2 separate regions of the Muntiacus reevesi genome follow, and region 2 is linked to region 1. The links are chromatin contacts, called in public Hi-C maps. All regions are on one chromosome and are shown on one strand. Each heading gives the region's core, a stretch centred on a gene start, on an enhancer-like site or on the middle of the called end of the contact. The rest is flanking DNA. Distances are from core to core; before and after follow the strand shown. Region 1 holds the start of LOC136161846 (zinc finger protein 606). Region 2 holds the start of LOC136161874 (zinc finger and SCAN domain-containing protein 22-like).

The links. Hi-C and Micro-C count contacts between places; a contact is called where the count stands out from the background.
Region 2: a Hi-C map of blood shows a contact between it and region 1, with 2.6 times the contacts expected there. The contact joins the promoter of LOC136161874 here to the promoter of LOC136161846 in region 1. A contact is called at or near these places in 2 of 3 Hi-C or Micro-C datasets (blood and muscle).

The regions. Positions count from the first base shown.
Region 1 is chr2:280,335,538-280,342,007 of mMunRee1.1, forward strand. It overlaps LOC136161846 (zinc finger protein 606), which reads right to left and starts at 1,346. Exons shown (of 7, transcript XM_065926965.1): 1 at 953-1,346.
Region 2 is chr2:280,470,095-280,476,464 of mMunRee1.1, forward strand. It overlaps LOC136161874 (zinc finger and SCAN domain-containing protein 22-like), which reads left to right and starts at 2,878. Exons shown (of 2, transcript XM_065927010.1): 1 at 2,878-2,902; 2 at 5,951-6,370. The coding sequence starts at 6,004.

The DNA of each region.
Region 1 (6,470 bases), core at 96-2,595:
CAATAAAAGACTTCTACAGAGCACTGTAAGAAAACAATTTACAAGTCAAACACAAATTTCTGAAGAAAAATGAAGAATGACTCAGTTTAGCTGTCAAAACGGCATGGTCCAGGATGCGGAGGGAGAAATTTGTCAACAGTTCTCATGAGACGGGTACTGATGAGGACGAGGTAGCTTTTCTAATGATTTAACAAAAATCGTTGCAAAATCTACCTACAACCTTCATTTGTAAGGAGTTGCCTAGAGCTGAGGGGAGGGAAGAACGGGCGAGTGGCAGCCTAATGGTTCTGGGTGGTTTTTTCTGGGGGGTGGGGGGAGGGGTTGAGAGATGATGGAAATGTTCTGGAATTATATAGTGGTGATAACTGCAAAACGCTCTGAACGCACAAGAAAACCACAGACTTGTACGCTATGATAGTTAATTTTAAGTTATGTAAATCTAATGTAGGAAAAAAAAATCTGTCTCTTGGTGCAGGGACCAACAGAAAACCAAATTTGGAGGCCAGACCAATCCTAAATTCTAGAACTTTATGCAAATTCCGCGACCTCTCGGAGGGCACCAACACCAACTGGCAGAGCTCTGCGGATTCCTGGGAGCGTGTATAGAGCACTGGAACGCCCAATGGGCACCGGGAGCACCGGGATCTGCGCCCAAACTCCAAGTTGGCACACTAAATATTCTGCACGCTTGTTTGCAACTTGACAAAGTCATCCGGTCACTGCACCTTTAAAGGAGCCCCGGGTTGTTCCCAGGTCACTTTTGACTTTCCTCTGTGACAGATGAGAACGGGTTCTCACGAGAAACGCCCGTCGGGAAAGACAAGGTGGACTCCTAGGGACAGCCTCGGAGGCGTCCTCGTCACCTGCCTTCTGGCCTCTCACCCCAGACTTCCTCCGCACTCCCGCCGCGGGTGCGATGCTCACAGCCCGTCCTGGGAACGGCGGACCTCACCTGGTTCGCAGCCGCCGGCCTCCCACCCCTGCTGGCCGGTGACCCCTGCTCTCCGCGGGCAGCTAGACCAGCTCGCGCTCGCTTCGCCGAGGGCGTTCGGCTTTTGTTGCGCTCACATTCGGCCCGGCTCGGCCGAGAGCTTGGGGTTCCCGCCTGGGGGACAAAGGCCCGACGCGCCGGGCTCATCCGGGCCCGCCCAGCCGATCCAACGCCTCCGCGAATCCAGAGGCGGGCCAAGGGACCTGCCCTGGCGACGAGCCAGCCGCAGGTGTAGGCGCCACCTCTCCCTGCCGGTTCTCCCTACCCTCCGGGTCAGCGGCAGCGGCAACAGTAATAATCCCACCGCCCCGCGACCGCTTCACCTCAGCCGCGGACAATGGCGGCCTCTCCCCCAGTGTCGACGGGGACGCGTCGCGCGGGCTACTGGGAGTGGTAGTTCTAGGGACGCGCTTCCGGTCTACCGGAAGCGCCTCCTTGGCAAATTCCCCAAGCGGCACTTGTCCCTAGTTGCGCCTCTTATGGACTCACAGGGACAGCAGTGTCCGAGGCCTTGGCGAGGTGGGCGATGCTGTCCTAGACGCGGACCGCGCCGGCTAGGGGCTGGGCTTGGTAAGTCGCCGCCCGGCGAGCCTCAGTTTGCCTGTCCCTAAAATGGCAGCTCATGGTAGCCGCACTTTGTAGGAACTTTACTGAAGTCTGTTGAAGTCTAACCCTTTTCATTCAGTAGTTAAAGGGTTCTAAGGAAGGGGCTCTTATATACCGTTTTCGGACGAGGAACCTAATTTTGAGCTTCGCCTCACATATGAAGCTCTACCCCTTGTTAGGAATCGAATTTGAGGCTGCTGAACCGAGGCCTCCATCCCAGGAAAGGAGTTGGGAGGGACCCTTGCCCAGAGGATTCTGGCCCTCTTGGCCCCTACTCTTTACTCCTCATTCCCCTCACCTGTTAATTTGTCCACCCACGTTTCTATTGTTTAGTTGTAACAACAGTAAGATGGTCAGAGTGAGTGGCGGGTTGGAGAGAGCCTTGGGGGCATCAGAATGGCTCTGCTGTGAGCCAGGGCATGGGTCTGAGCAGAGCAACCATAGGCCCTGACCGCATCAAAGGATCACTCACTCTGGCTTTTGTGAGAATAGGCTCAAGAGGGTGAGGGAAGGACCTTGATGACTTTTGAACCAATGCAGTAATCAAGGTGGGTGGGAATCAGTGGTCAGATTGTGGACCGGTTAGTATTTTTGGGGTAGCGCTAACAGGCTGGGGATTCAAGTTTGTGCATCATGGACTGCAGTCCAGCCCCTAATATGGAGATCAAGGCGTGGAGAAGGCCTCTCAATGCAGAGCTGTTTACCAAGGGTGAGTGGAGAACGTGTTACAGGTGTGTGACGAAGCTGCTTCCTTTTTGTCCAGGCCCTCTTCTACTTCAGTTACCAGAGCTTGCTGGATGGTACCCTATTCTCTCTGAGTGATGGGGTGGCCAAGACTGGGCCAAACAGCCATTTTGGATGCCTCTATTACAGAAGTTTGGGCTGTGTCTGAGCAGTTATTGAGGTTTCTGAATCGTAAAAGACCAGAGTGGTAGTAGAATCTATGCTGTCTGTGGACATGCTCCCTCTGAGAGATGTCAAAAATGTGATCGCCCCATGGCAAGTGAAGGGCTCCAGCCGGTTCCATTTCGTCATAGCCAGATGAGAATGAAAGGTTAAGGGAGGATGAGTCAAGGACACTTATTTGGAAAAAGTAGGGCATTTTATGAGCTGGGTTGTAGGTCACCAACAGTAAAATAACTAGTACAAGTCAGCTAGACTAGAAGTTATTAGTTTTGTGCAAAAGCAGTTGCAGTTTTTGCTTTTTTTAATTTGCCATCTGATACTGTTGTTGTTGTTGTTGTTGTTGTTCAGTTGCTAAGTCGAGTCTCACTCTTTGCAACCCCATGGACTGCAGCACACCTGGCTCCCCTGTCCTTCACTTTTTCTGGAGTTTGCTCAGATATTGATATTGGAATACATTCTAAATAAATGTGGTTATGTTATATATCATTTTAATGCACATTTCTCATTTTACGGTTTTTTTGGTAATGACGTTACTTGCTGTTGATTTTATATTTATTTTAGACTGAGAAAGATTGAGGGCAGGAAGAGAAGGGGGTAACAGAGGATGAGATGGTTGGATGGCATCACCAACTCAATGAACGTAAGTTTGACCAAACTCCAGGAGATAGTGAAAGACAGGGAAGCCTGGCATGCTGTAGTCCATGATGTCGCAAAATGTTTGACACAACTTAGCGACTGAACAACAACAACAACAGTGGAAATGATGTTAGACAAAAAGCAAATTCCAGAAATTTTCTTATTTGAGTTCAAAATGGATCATAAAGCAGCGGAGACAACTTGCAACATCAACAATGCATCTGGCCCAGGAACTGCTAATGAACCTACAGTGGTGGTTCAAGAAGTTTTGCAAAGGAGACAAGATCCTTGAAGATGAGGAGTGTAGTGGCCGGCCATCAGAAGTTGACAATAACCAAATGAGAGCATCATCGAAGCTGATTCTTTACAACTACATGAGAAGTTGCCAAAGAACTCAACATCACCCATTCTATGGTTGTTTGGCATTTGGAGTAAATGGGAAAGGTGAAAAAGATCAATCAGTGGATGCCTCATGAGCTGACCAAAAAAAAAATTGTTGTTTTGTAATGTCCCCTTATTCTGTGCAACAGTGAACCATTTCTCGTTTGGATTGTGACATGCAATGAAAAGTGGGTAGAAAGAGAAGGGGGAGATAGAGGATGAGATGGTTGGATACAATCACCAGCAACAACCAGCTCAATGGTTGGACTGAAAAGAAGCCCCAAAGCACTTCCCAAAGGCAAACTTGCACCAAAAAATGGTCATGGTCACTATTTGGTGGTCTACTGTTGGCCTGATCCACTACAGCTTTCTGAATCTTGGTGAAATCATTACATTGGAGAAGTATGCTCAGCAAATGTGTGAAACACACCAAAAACTGCAACACCTGTAGCCGGCATTAGTCAACAGAAAAGGTTCAATTGTCCATGACAATGCCTGACCAAACATCAGACAACCAATGCTTCCAAAATTGAACGAATTGGGCTAGAGTTTTGCCTCATCAGCCATATTCACCTGACCTCTGGCTAATCAGCTACCACTTCTTCAAGCATCTTGAGAACTTATTACAGAAAAGCCACTTCCACAATGAGCAGGATGCAGAAAATGCTTTCCAAGAGTGCACTGAATCCTAAAGCACGGGTTTTTATACTATAGGACTAAGCAAACTTATTTCTCATTGGCAAAATCTTGATTGTAGTGGTTCCTGTTTGGATTAATAAAGATGTTTTTGATCCTAGTATAATGATTTAAAATTCATGGTCTGAAACTGCAATTACATTTGCACCAATCTAATACCTCATGCTCTCAAATCCTAGGATTAACTTATTTTCTCCAGCTAACATTCTAAGAGTCACAAAGGTCAATACTTGGGGATTCTGAGTACCTCCCCACCACCCCCCCACCTCCCCCCCACCAGATGAAAGTCAAGATGTTTCTCTACAACTGGTGACCATGTAGAGGCTCCCCTTTCACAGGTCTGCTTTGCCACCAGTTCAACATTCAGCATCCAATTTCTCATGTGCCTGGAATTTAATGTTAGATGTCTGCTCCTTTTTCTTTTAAGAAAAATATGTAAGACATAAGAATTTTAAGAGATTCAATGAAACCTGTGAAAAGACTCCTAAGCTGAATGAAAAAATGAAAAAGAACATCATCAACCTACAGGCCTAAACCCCTTTGTTCCCCTCTCTTCATTGGAAAAGACCCTGATTCTGGGAAAGATTGAGGGTAGAAAGAGAAGGGGGAGATAGAGGATGAGATGGTTGGATACAATCACCAACTTGAGCAAACTCCAGGAGATAGTGAAGGACAAGGAAGCCTGGCATGCTGCAGTCCATGGGGTTACAAAGAGTTGGACACGAAGTAGCTACTGAACAACACTCCCCTCTGGAATAGTAACCTCCCTTCCTCTGGGGGCAGCCACTGTCCTGAATGAGATGTGAATCATGCCATGTGTTTCCTGAAACTTTACAATGTGTCTGTTTCAAAACAATACAAAGCACGTTTTGCATTCATATAAAAGCATATAATTCCATCTGCAACTTGCATTTTTTGCTCCATAAATTTATCATTACAAGATTTATCCTTTCACCTTTGTGTAGGGCTTTTTGTTATTGTTATTTGTTTTGCCATGTTATCTGTCAGAATCTTAGTTCCTCAACCAGGGACTGAATCCAGACCCCTGCAGTGGAAGTGTGGATTCCTAACCACTAGACCTCCAGGAGAGTCCCAAAATTTATCCTTTTTGATATGTGAGACTCAATTTCATTTATTTTCTCTGCTGTATAGTTTCCCATTGAATGACTATACCACAATTTGTTTATCCTGTGTACTTTTGATGGCCACTTAAGTTCATTGAAAAATACTCATTAAAGCAACACCCTAGAGCCCATGCTCCACAAGAGAAGCCACCATGATAGGAAGCCCATGCACTGCAACTAGAGGAAAACTCACACATTAATGAAGACCCAGCACAGCCAAAAACAATTTTTTATAGCAACGATGTCATCATGAGAGAGTTTATGCTAAGTTGCTTCAGCCGTGACTGACTCTGTGACCCCATAGACTGCAGTTTGCCAGGCTCCTTTGTCTATGGGATTTTCCAGGCAAGAATACTGGAGTGGGTTGCTATTTTCTCCTGCAGGGGATCTTCCCAACCCAGGGACTGAAACCACGTCTCTCTTATCTCCTGCATTGGCAGATGGGTTCTCTGCCACTAGTGCCACATGGGAAGTTTTCATGCCTTTTGATCTGGTAAAAGAAAACTGGGGAGGAAAAGGGTACATTTTGTGAAAGAAAAAGGAAAAACAGTCTTACTTTTCATTTGGATTTGCAGGTGAGGGAAGTAGTAATAGACATTTTATGAACACTTTAAAGCTTTCTTACTTCAGCAGACAGAAGAGTACCTTTCAGTATGACAATCACAAATATGATCCTTTATAGTCTCTAAATGACACCTGAAAAGAAAAACTAGAGCTTGCATCATGAGAGCATTCCGATTTTGAGCCATCAGACATATCTTCTCATAACAACCACTGTTACAAGGCTTACTAGATTTGAAGTCTTTCACTCATGTGTGAACCAGCCAAATCTTTTCACCTGTTATCTGTAAAAAAGAGATGTCACCGGCTGTTTTTTCCCCCTAACATAAGAATTCTTATTGTTTGCTGTTTTCAGCATCAGAGTTTTTCCAAATAAACAGCTGTTTCAGTCAAAGAAAAGATGCCCTTGGCTTGAAACTTTTTCTCAGCTTCAGATCCATCATGCAAGCCCCAACTTATCTGAATCAATCAATCCCCTCTTAAAAGGGCAAAGGCAGGTGAGGTGGCTCAGCCTTGGTTAGATTCTTGCTACACTGGATGTTCACATGCTTTACTGAAAATAAGTCCAG
Region 2 (6,370 bases), core at 1,628-4,127, 140 kb after region 1:
ACACGGAAAAGCATGAACAGTGTTACTGTGAATATTTCTGTGTAATATTTTGTGCTTTCATTTCTCTTGGAATTGGTGGTGTGCATGTCCGACTCTGTGACCCCATGGACTGTAGCCCACCAGGCTTCTCTGTCCGTGGAATTTTCCAGTCAAGAATATTGGGGCAAGTTCCATTTCCTACTCCAGGCAAACTTATTGATCAGGTATTGAACTCATCTCTTGCATCTCCTGCACTGGCAGGTGGATTCTGTACCACTGCGCCACTGTGCCACTTGTGAAGCCCCGGAATTTCTGGGTCATGAGATAACTATGTTTAACTTTTTGTGGAACTGCTAACCTGTTTTCCATAGGGCTGCATCATTTTACATCTCCACCAGCCATGTATGAGTGTTCCTGTCTCTCCACATCCTCACCAACGCTTGTTACCTTTCTGATGGCAGCCATCCTCGTGGATGTGAAGTGGCATCACATTGTGGCTTTGATTTGCATTTCCCTGAATACAAAGGGTGTTGAGCATCAATTTACATGTTTTCTTTACCCATTTGTATTATATTTATTTGGCTGCATTGGGTGGCTTGCAGGATCTTAGTTTCCCAAACAGGGTTCTAACCCTGCTCCTCGCCTCCACCCCAGCAGTGGAAACTCAAAGTGCCAACCACTGGCCTGCTAGGGGATTCCTTCCCCACTTTTTAACTGGGTTATTTAGGAGCTTTGTTGTTGTTGCCGTTGTAAGAGTTCTTTATATATCCTGGATGCTAGTTGTGTATTTGTGTGTCTGTGTGTCTTTATGTGGGTCTGTATGTCTGTGTGAGCTTAAGTGTTTGTCTATATCTTAAGCGGGCACAACTTTTCTTCCCACTCACTAGACATGGAGCTTCCCACGTGGCAGTCGTTTAAAAAAAAAAAAAGCCTGCCAATGCAGGAGATGCAAGAGACGCTGGTTTGATCACTGGGTCGGGAAGATCCCCTGGAGGAGGAAATGGCAACCCACTCCAGTACTCTCACCTGGAGAATCCCATGGACAGAGGAGCCTGGCGGGCTATAGTCCATGCAAAGAGTCAGACACGACTGAAATGACTGAGCACAACACACACGTGGACATGGAGATGCAAAGGGCATCACGATCACCTGAATAGAGGGATGAGTGTGTGGGTACATGCTGAGCCGTGTCCGACTCTTTGCACCCCCATGGACTATAGCCCGCCACACTCCTCTGTCCATGGGATTTTCCTGGCAAGAACACTGGAGCAGGTTGCCATTTCTTCCTCCAGGGGATCTTCTTGCCTCATGGATCGAACCCATGTCTCCTACATGTACTGCACTGAAAGCAGATTCATAGAAGGGGAGAGTATCCTGGATTACAGGTGAGTCCAATGTAATCACAAGGGTCCGCATAAGTGAAGAAGAGATGCAGGAAATAGGCTAGAGTCAGAGAAGATGTGATGAAGCAAAGACAGGGACACAGAACAAGAAATGCAGGTAGCCTCTGGAACGTGGAAGAGACAGTGAAATGGGTTTCTTCCCTATGGCCTCTAGAGGAAACCAGCCCTGCCAACATGGTGGTGATAGCCCAGTGAGACCCATCTGGGGCTTCTGACCTCCAGAAATGTAATAGATTTTGTTGTTATGAGCCACTGCATGCTGTGATTATAGTAGCAACAGGAAACAAATACAGCCTCTCTAGACAGGAGCCAGACCAAGTTAACAGAGCTAACTCTACCCACGTGTAAAATAGGAAAAAGGGCATGACGGTTCATAGAAGTGATAAAACAGGAAGCAGGAAAATCGGGTTCCTTTTGCTGGTGAGAGGCAAGTTTAGCTTGGAGGCAGGGAGGTAAAAAGGGAAGTACCATGAGACATCAGTGATGTGAAGTTGGACTTGGCGGAGAGGGCAGGGCTGAAGGGTGGGAAGCAGGAGCTGCCAAAGAGAAAGCCTCCTGTTGGTGCAAAAAGGGAGAAGGTCACGGGCGGAGTTGGCAGTCTGGATGAACTGACCAGGGTCAGTAAGTGCCTGGTGTGCAAATGGAGCTCAGTGTGGGCACGGTTTATTGTCACGATTATTGGGGCTGTGCCTTTGCAGAGGTGGGACCGAAGACCACAGGAAGGCCATGTCGGCCCAGATACGTGAAGGCCACCAGTGCCACCCACAGGCCAAAGCCCAGCACTTGACAGGTGACGTGGGTCTTGGTTGGGTCAAGTGAAGGATGCCTCGGGTTACAGTGTCCCTGGTGTGCCTAGCAGTGGTCAGGGAATGCAAAGGGACCATTTACACAAAATATGCAGAACACACGCCTACAGAGGCAGGTGAGTGGGTGTCCAGGGCTGGGGCAGCGGGAACAGAGTGACTGCTGATAGGTATGGGGATTCTTTGGGGGACGATAAAAGTGATCATTCCACAGGCTTGTAAAAAAACTAAAAACCACTGAATTGTACCCGTGTGGAAGGGTGAACCAAAGGGAGGTGAATTGCAGCTCCAAAAAACGTTAAAACATCTCAAAGAGGAAAGAAAACGGAAAGCGAACCAAGTACGGAGGCACTGTAGCGGACCACATGCACTGCATACATGATACACACCCTCCGCCCTGCATCCACACCCCGGCCCTTCTCACCCGCCCCTCACCTCCTCACACGCACCTCACACCACGCACTTTCCCGCCTTCCGCACACTCTCGGGCCGGACCACGCACACGCCGCCACCGCTGCCCCACAAAGTCACGGCCGCTGTTTCCTCGGCTCACGAACCCAGTTGGACTACAACTCCCGGCGTCCCCCGGGCTGCTGGGGCGGGCGACGTAGCGCCTTCTGGGAATTGTAGTCCAGGAGCTGTGGTCCGGCTGGAACGCGCGAGCTCCTCACTGCAGCGCCTCCCCGTCGCCTCCCGGAAGCGTGCGCCCGCCGGCGGGTGAGGTGGGTCGGGTTGGGGTCCCGCCCTGGTTGCGGCTGGCGGGGAACTACCGGAGGTCCTGAAGTCTCGAACGCCTGCGGTGGCCTGAACGAGATGTAGGGGATCGGCACGCGCGAACGGGGAGCGAGAGGCCGACCCCGAGCCGCGCGCGGACCGACGGACGGAAGGACGCAGTGTGGAAACTGGTCAAGTGCGGGCCCGCTGACTGCGATGAAGGCTGACTGGCCAGTTGTTTGTGTCTGACTCGTCTTGACTAGTGTTTCTGACTGACAAACTAGGAGCATATGGTCAGCTGACAGGATGTCTGACTGACCCGATCAAGTGTGCAACTGACCAAGAAGTTGTCTGAGACTTTGTCGTTGGATTGTGTGCTGCTGTGAGTGAGAGGGTGTGTCTGTGACAGGATAAGTTTAGGCGTGACTGAGAGAGTGTATCTGACTGGCTGAAGCAGGTTGATTATGACGAACTGTGGGAATGATGGTGTGAGGGCGTGTGTCTATTTGACTGACTGTGAGTGACTGGGAATGTTTGGGTCCCCGGGCATATTTTGGGGTACGACTGAGGGACTTTGCCGGAGGTAGGGCATATGCATATAACTATGGGGTTGACTGGGATTTTGTTAGGGGGACTATGCTTGGATGATTTGCTTGGGAGTTTACCAGGCATGTAACAGAGTTTGCACTTGGCCATAACTGCAGCTGAAATTCTGTGACCTGCAGTCACCCAACTGGGATGATCTCCTAGCACCTTCTATGGGTTTAAATCCAGCAGATGGCTATGGAGTCATCAGATTGTGCATCTACTGTGTGTTTGCTGTGTGCCAGGCCTGTTGTCAGGCCAGGTACTAATAAGTACTAATAACATAATTACAAGAAGTGAAAAAACTGCTCCCCTAAGTTGGTTAAGCAGTTGTGGACAGAGGCTCTCAACCGTATGTGAGGTCAGGAAGTTGGAGGTGGGTTGAGCATGATCTGTGTCGATATATCTCATACTGTCATCAGGGATTTTCCTAAAGTGGTTTCAGGGATACACAAGGGAGGTTGGAAATTGTCACTGCATGTATTGTTAATCCTTCCCCTCTGCGCACCAACACCTGCCCGCCCAGCAATGATTCCCTGTATCAGATTCCACCTTTCCTGGTCCCTCTGTTTGCTCAGCTCCTGTTACCTGCGCACTTGCTGTGGGCACTGTGTCTCCAGCATGCTCTCTGGGGAAACATGGTTAGAGCACGGAGCCCCGGGGCACACAGGGGTTACTTAGCCTGCTCCCAGGTGCTGGGCTGGCTCTTGGAGAAGACAACAGCTAAAGTGGGTCCTGGAGGACTAAGGGGGACTTTAGAAGAAGTGGAGTTAGGAGCTAAGCATAGCTTTGCCAGAAATCACCAGCTGCCACTGAAAAGTGTCAGGATTGAGGTCCTGTTTTATTAATGTCTAATTCTCCCTGTGCCCAAGGTCATTTCTTGTCAACAGTTGTTATCTGTCATTTTGAGTATTAGATCCTAGCAGGTGTAAAATGGTATCTCATTTTGGTTTTGATTTGTACTTTTCTGGTAGCTGATAATGTTGAGCTTCTTTTCATGTGCTTTTTTGGAGAAGGAACTGGCAACCCACTCCAGTACTCTTGCCTGGAAACTCCCATGGATGGAGGAGCCTGGTAGGCTGTAGTCCACGGGGTTCACTAAGAGTCGGACACGACTGAGTGACTTCACTTTCACTTTTCACTTTCATGCATTGGAGAAGGAAATGGCAGCCCACCCCAGTGTTCTTGCCTGGAGAATCCCAGGGATGGGGGAGCCTGGTGGGCTGCCGTCTATGGGGGTCACACAGAGTTGGACATGACTGAAGCAACTAAGCACCAGAGGCACTTAGTATGTCTTTTTAACCACTTGTATGTCTTTGGAGAAATGTCTGGTCAAATCACTTGCCCATTCTTTAATTTTGGACTATTTGTCTTTTTATTATGGAGTTGTTCTAGGTACAGGTCCCTAATCAAGATATATGATTTGCAGATATTTTCTACCTTTCTGGGGTTGCCTTTTCTTTTTCTTTTTTTGCGTTGCTGCATGGCCTGTAGGATCTTAGTTCCCCAACCAGGGATTGAACCCCTGCCCGGGCAGTGAAGGCACCGAGTCCTAGACCGTCAGGGAATTCCCCTTTTCACCTTCTTGATGTCTTTCATATAGCAAAAGTTTTTAATTTTGATGAAGTCCAGTTTATCTGTTTTCTCTTTTGTCACTTACCTAACATGGCTTTGCATTATTTTTAAGTGTCTGTGGAGCATTGACCATAATTAACCATACACCTTGTCACAAACCAAGTCTCAGCACATATCAAAGGATTAAAATTGACCAAAACACATTTTCTGAGCACACCAGAGTTAATCTGGAAATTAGTAATAAAAAGACAATTAGAAAACTCTAGATTGTTTGGAAATGAAGCAGCAGAGTTCTAAGCTGCCCATGGTTCAGGAAGAAACCACAAGAAAAAATTAGAAAATATTTTTAACTAAATGATAATGAAGATGCAAAACCAAACTTATGGGTGTACAGCTAAAGCTATGTTTATAGGGAACTTTATAAGCTGAAATACATATACTAGCAAAGGAAGGCTGAAGGTAAGTTATCTAAGTATTAATCTCAGAAGCTACAAATAATTAGCAAATAAAGTAAGGGAATGCTCCTGTGGCTCCCTGGGGACTGGGGTGTGTGTGAGGTAGGAGACAGACCTTCCATACGTGAAAGGAGCGTATGCCTTAAGCAGACTGTCTGAGGGGTCAGGCTGCAGGAGTTTGCAGCTCAGCAGCAGCCCTCCCTTTCACTGTCTGGGAAACTTTGGGTGGATCTTTCTTTTCTGTCTGTTTTCATATCCATAAAAGGGAAAGAAAACTTCCACCTCCTGAGTTTGTTGTGAGTTTTGAACAAATTACTCTCTGTAAGCATTTAGAAGAGTTCTCAGCACCCAGTGGGCATTGTCCTGAATATTTTGATCATCTGTGTTGAGGCAGCACCCAAGGTCATGGGATGACCAAATTTTGATCTTTCTGCAGACCCAGTTCCAAGGCTCCAGCCATCCTGTGTCTCACTGAAGGTGTGCTGCCCAATGGCCATGCCCAAGAGCCGCCTGAGCCCAGTGCCCTGGGAACAGGATGGCTTTCTCTGGGTGAAAATGGAGGAGGAGGAGGCCAGCCTCTTCCAGGTCCAGGAATCTAGCTTTGGCCACACTATCCACCCCGAGGCTGCACGTCTGCGCTTCCGGCACTTCTGCCTTGAGGAGGTGTCCAGCCCTCGTGAGGTGCTGGCCCGGCTCCGGGAGCTCTGCCGCCAGTGGCTGCGGCCCGAGGCGCACTCCAAGGAGGAGATGCTGGAGCTGCTGGTGCTGGAGCAGTTCCTGAGCGCGCTGCCCCCTGAGGTCCAGTCTTGGGTGGGCGCTCAGTGCCCCAAGAGTGGCGGGGAGGCCACCGTGCTGG